Regions from separate parts of the Ovis aries genome. Here region 2 is linked to region 1. A link is a contact called in public Hi-C data. All regions are on one chromosome and are shown on one strand. The core of a region is the stretch at or near the end of the contact, and the rest is flanking DNA. Distances in the headings are between cores, read along the strand shown. Region 1 holds the start of TYRO3 (TYRO3 protein tyrosine kinase). Region 2 overlaps MAPKBP1 (mitogen-activated protein kinase binding protein 1).

Evidence for each region. A called contact is a pair of places that touch in the nucleus more often than the background predicts.
Region 2: a contact with region 1 is called in a Hi-C map of liver, with 4 times the contacts expected there. The contact joins the enhancer-like site here to the promoter of TYRO3 in region 1. A contact is called at or near these places in 7 of 16 Hi-C or Micro-C datasets (hypothalamus, liver, mixed tissues and 4 more).

Annotation. Positions count from the first base shown.
Region 1 is chr7:35,171,399-35,174,098 of ARS-UI_Ramb_v3.0, reverse strand. TYRO3 (TYRO3 protein tyrosine kinase) reads right to left here and starts at 1,430. Exons shown (of 19, transcript XM_012181240.3): 1 at 1,350-1,430. The coding sequence starts at 1,356.
Region 2 is chr7:35,413,612-35,416,344 of ARS-UI_Ramb_v3.0, reverse strand. The region is part of intron 3 of MAPKBP1 (mitogen-activated protein kinase binding protein 1); the gene reads right to left. Among named protein-coding and RNA genes, the nearest start is that of JMJD7, 22 kb to the left of the region's middle. Within about 2 kb of position 1,259, at least 7 of the 54 cell types and tissues checked have an H3K27ac peak or open chromatin away from gene starts, as enhancers often do. A contact at or near this core is called in liver, where this site is marked.

The sequences.
Region 1 (2,700 bases), core at 181-2,680:
GCGGCAGCGGCGGGAGCCCCGACCGCCCCATGCTCCGCCTCAGCGCCATCGGCGGCGACGCCGCACCATGCCGGGCCCGGCCCGCGAGCGACCAGGGAGGAGGGAGGAGAGGGAGGAGGAGGAGGAGGGCCGAGGGAGGGACGGGGGCCGGCCCGGGGGGCGGCGCTGGGGCTGGGGCTCCGAGACCCGCGCCCGCTGTGAGTCGCCGCGGCGGCTGTCAGCCACGCGGGGTCCCCGGGGCCGCTCCTGGGCCACCGCGCTCCTTCCACAGCCGTCGCCGCCGTCGCCGCCGCCGCTGATTCATGTTCTTCTTGGAGCCGCCGCCTCCTCCCCGGTCGCCCGCCCGCCCGCAGCCAGAGCTCGTACCGCCCCCCCGCGGAACCCCGGGCGGCTCGCTCCGAGCACCAGCCTAGTAGCTGCCAGCCAGCCGGGCCTCCGGCAGACCTCCACCCACAGACCTCCGCAGCCTCGGCCGGCTCCCGCGGTCCCAGAGAATACCCCAGTGCAGAACCCAAGGACCTGGCTGGGTCCCCTAGATGGACACCCTAGCCACGCCCCTCCTTTCCTTAAATACACCCCAGCATCTTTTCCAACCCAGTACTCTAGATCCTTCCCTCAAAACCTTCCTAGAAACCTCTACCATACCCCAACTTTTGTCCAGACTCTGATCACAGAACCTAGCACCCTCCTTTCAGCACAGAAAATTTCCCCTGGATACTTCCAACCATCAGGCCCTGAAATTGTGGTGACTCAGTGCTCCCCCCACAGGACCTACTAGCACACCTTCGTGCCTCATTCATGAGTTTTTCACCCAAATTCCCTGTATTCGTATCTCCAAGACCTTGGGCCTTGGGTCTTGAGTTCTGAGATCTTGGTAATCCTCTGGTTTTATCTGCTGTTGCCACTGTTCCACTACATAGGTTAAAGCCCAATGGCCCACATCTCTGAGGGACTGTCATTCTTCCTAGTTGCTCCCTATGCCTCTAGCCCCCATCTCTCAGGATGTGATGTGAAAGTTGGCTGTGTTCTCACAATATCCAATAAAACATTAGCTATTATTAGTAGATTACCTTGCACATAGTAGGCACTCCATAAATAGACAGATGTTTGTTAAATGAATAATTGCCTCAGAGCTTGGCCTGCCCCACCACCAGTAATCTAAGGGGTAGCTGTGGCTACAGACATCCTGTCTGGCTGATAAAGAGCTGGTTCCAAATCCATTTTACCAAATGTCCCCTTCCTTTTGCCCTTGCCTTTAGGGGTCCCCAGGACCAGAACTCCAGAGGGCAAGTCCCAGAAGTACTGGGTAGGGAGGAGGGACAAGCCACTCGTTTTCCCCTCTTCCTCACCTTCCATTTCCCTGAAGCCTCACTGGATCTTTCAAGGGATTCTCCTTCTGAGCAGCAGAGGCCTGCCTCTTCCTTCTCTTGGCCCCATCAATGCTTGTTTATTTATTATACTGATAACAACAGCAGTTCTGGCGGCAGCCTCAGAGCCAGCTGGGGGCGCCCCCAGGCGGCAGCACAGGGAAAGTGCTGTCAGAGTTGGAGGGCGGGGGCCTGAGTGTCCCTTTAACTGAGAGCTCAGGCAGTCTTCTGAGGCGCTGTGGGTCGGCTTTGGGACTTTTTCCTAAAGGAAAAGTCTAGATCCTTTCCAGAATCCACAGTTTCGGAGCTCGCGCTGAGTCGGATCAGGGCAGACAATAGTCTAGGGCTGAAGCCAGATTCACCCGGGCCGCGGCTACTGCGGCAAGAGTGGCTGCTGCGGCCCTGCCCTTGAGCACTTGTCATTTCTCAAGGTCCTCTCCCCCAACTCTCCTCTCTGGAGGCGACTTCAAGTTTCCAATGAAAGGAAATTGTTGACTCTGGCTGACACTGGAAAGACCGCTCCTAGAGGATGTTGAACTTGGAGCCCAAACTGGCCTTTTAACTTCCTCTTCTCCCCTATCCCAACCCTGCCCCCTATTAATTCCTGAACTCTGATGAGAATCCCAGTCCAAGGACCATCCTTGGCCCCCAGGCAAAATGGATTTCTGGAGCACATGCCTCTGCATTCTCCACTCACAGTCTTTATTTTCTTTCTTTCTTTTTCTTTGTTTGGCCGCTCCAGGCAGCACATGGGATCTTAGTTCCCCTTACCAGGGATTGAACCCATGCCACCTGCATTGGAAGCATGGAGTCTTAACCACTGGACTCCCAGGGAAGTCCCTCTTCTCTCACAGCCTTGACAAACTTCCTACCTCAGGTAGCAGCCTGAGGGGCAGCATACTGTCCCTGTGGGGCCTGGCAACTGGAATGCCTGCCTCCTCTACCCCTGCTTCTGAACCCCTCTCAAGTCTTAGTATTTCTGCTTGCAGGGTAGGGAGAACTGTGGAGTCCTGGCCTTCAGACTTTGTGCTCCTGCATAGAGTGCTTGCCTTCCTGAGCCCTCACAACCCACTCTTACCCATCTCCTCCATCTTTCTGTCTCTCTGGACACAGCAAAGAAACATACTTTAAGGATATGTGAGCAGGTGTGATTTTGTGGAAGAGGTGTGTAGGTGGGTGAGAGGGTGTGCATTATGATGTACGAGGGAGGGTGTGCATTTGTGCAAACCCTAAATGTGACTGACGCTTTGTGGGTGGATGGGGAGAGGATGTGTGTGTGTGACTGGAGGAGGTTGGCTGCCTGTGCAAATACATGCCTGCAAAAATCTCCCTT
Region 2 (2,733 bases), core at 10-2,509, 240 kb before region 1:
AGAGGCGAGACAAGCACAGAAAGCACACCGACCTAATGCACAAGGTGCCAGGGCAGAAGCTTCTGAGAAGAGGGAGAGGAGACTGGGGCGCTTGGAGGGAAAAGGGATTCTGGCTACAGAATTCTGGGAAATCATAACGGGCACAGAAAATTAGAGCAGTTATAGTTCAAAGTTGATAGGTCTAAATATTTAGATTTTAATATTTTATTCAATGTATGAAAAAGCATACCCCCCACCCCCCACCCCAGGCCTGACACCATCAGCAAAGCCCAGTAAGTTTTCGGGAAAGCTGACATTTTCTAAGGCTAAGGAGGGCTCCACGGGCTTGTCCTCTCTGGTGACGGCTTCCAGTCTGAATGGCTCTGGGTTACCTAGCTTTCAGATCAGCTCCAGATAAATCACGGCAGAGGGCTTCAGCCGAGAGCAGATCTGACTGGAATTAGATCAATATAGATTCTGACACATTCCACATTCAGAAAAAGCAGGTGATGCAGGCAGCTTCAAACCCAAAGCAGCATGGTAACCTTTCAAGGGCAGTGCATTAGACGGCTTAACACACTCTCCAGTCACTGCACGCAAGCTTTGAGCCCTGCTGGACCGTAGCGTCTTTTGTTTCCTTCTTCCCCAGGTTTGACTCCATGGTGGTGGGAAGTGGGAGAGCAGCGTGTGTGCATAAACAGACAATGTGGACAGAGGATGACAAGCTATGAGGCAACCTTTCCCTTCTCTAACACCTCCCAACCTCCCAGCACAGCCGGGAAAACTCTGAGTGGCATGGAAGAGTTAAGCCAAGGAGGGAAACACACAGAGATTGGCCCTTAAGCTGAAATTTTTACTTCTAATTATTCAAATTTGGGAACCTTCCAACAAAGAGAAAGAGCAGGAAAGAGACCAGCCCACAGCCACAGCTCCACTTGTGAGGACGATAATGCAGATGGTGGAGGGAAGGCACGACTTGGCAAAGACCTCCAAGTTTCCCTGTGCCCACCTTGCTGAGGTCCTCCCAACAGAAGAGACCTCAAGAACACTGATGTGAGAGCCTCCTCAGTCTTCTCTGACCTTTGAACAAGTTTCCCAGTCTGCTAGGACTGAGGTGGGCAGGGTGCCATTTGCACCAACCTTTGGCCTTTGGCCTCCACATCCCTTGACCCTGGCCAGCACAGCAGGCAGCCATCGGCACGTGCCCGAGCAGCAGTGCTGGCTGCTATCCTCCATCTGACAGGGCTGGGCTGGCCCAACCGGCCGGGTCCCATGGTTCAGAACCCCAGGGTGCAGGTGCAAGAAGACTGCTCCCTCTCAGGGAGGCGGCGAGGCCTCAGTCCCTCTGGGCCTCAGGCCAGGAGTCACGTGGTAGAGCACCCCATACCAGGTGCTGGGCCTGCTGCCCAGGGACTTCTCTGAACCAGGAAGGGTCAAGCCCTCGACTGGCCCCCTCCCCAGACAAGTCCAGGCCTGCTGCCGTCACCAAGAGCCCAGCATTCCCACAGGATCCGCCTCCTACGACTCTCCATCCTCCAGAACCCTGGGATGAGCAAGGAATGCAGAAGAGGCACACGCAAGGAGAACACAGAAGGTCTGAGCTGTGGCCCTGCACCTAAAATTTCCTCTTTAAGACCAAGTAAAATCAGAAGGGGACTCACAGAGGCACACCAAAGGTCCTCAAGCCTTGCTCACACATCACCCTGTGTGCCTTTTGAACACTATAACTCCACAACCCGACATCCCCTATTCCCTCTCACTGCCTATTGCTTATACTTTTTCCAAAGCACACATCAGCTTGTAATATTCCATATAGTTTTCTTTTGGGGAGGCAATAGGATCTATCTTCATCACTAGACTGCCAGCTGACAGTAATACCTGTTTACTTTGTTTACTGTTAAATCCCAAAGGCCTAGAAAATTAACACTCCATAAATATTTGTGAATAAATCTTTAAGTCATTAGCTACTAGATCTCAAAGCCCTAACTCCCAAAGAACCTCCTGAGTAGCAGACACCCCGGGCAGGTCCACAGTTCTCCCCGACCTTAGGCTTCTAGGACTCACTGATGCTGGAAGGCAGTGTGATGATGGAAAGAATAGGAAAACTGGGGTCAGGCAGACCTGTCTGCTAACATACTGTGTGATCTTGGGCAAAGTTCTTCACTTCTCTGAACCTCAGTTTCCTCATCTATCAGACAAGAATAATAATATCTATGTCTCAGGATTGTTGTGAGAACTGAAGAAAAGAATATGCATAATAACCAGCAGGGCGCTCCTAGCCATCTTCTTGACAGGTTCCCTGGGGCACCAGTAACAAGGAAATGGCTATCCAGGGGTCAGCAGTGGCAACAGGAACTCCAACTACAGTCTCCCATCCAGGGCCTCCAGAGCACTAGTGCCTCATCAGGGTCCTCCTCCAGGTGTGGAATTACAAACTGTCCCTCCAGATTCACTCCCAAAGGGGAAATCTTATGGTTTTAATTATTCTAAGAGATGATGAGTCTAGGACATTGCCTGGAGCATCCTTGATTGTAGTCCTCTTTAGATACCTGGCATCCTTCCAAATAAGTAGCCTTCCTAGGCCAGATCATGAGACCCACTGGCCTCTGTTTCTGAGATGCTCTATGAGACCCACCACCCATCCACTGAAAGGAATGGGAAAAGAAAACTGGCAATAATAACCCAGTAAATAACATGGTACATGTCTCTCTGCCCAGGGGAATCTGAACATATTCCCTTCCAGGACAGGAAGTG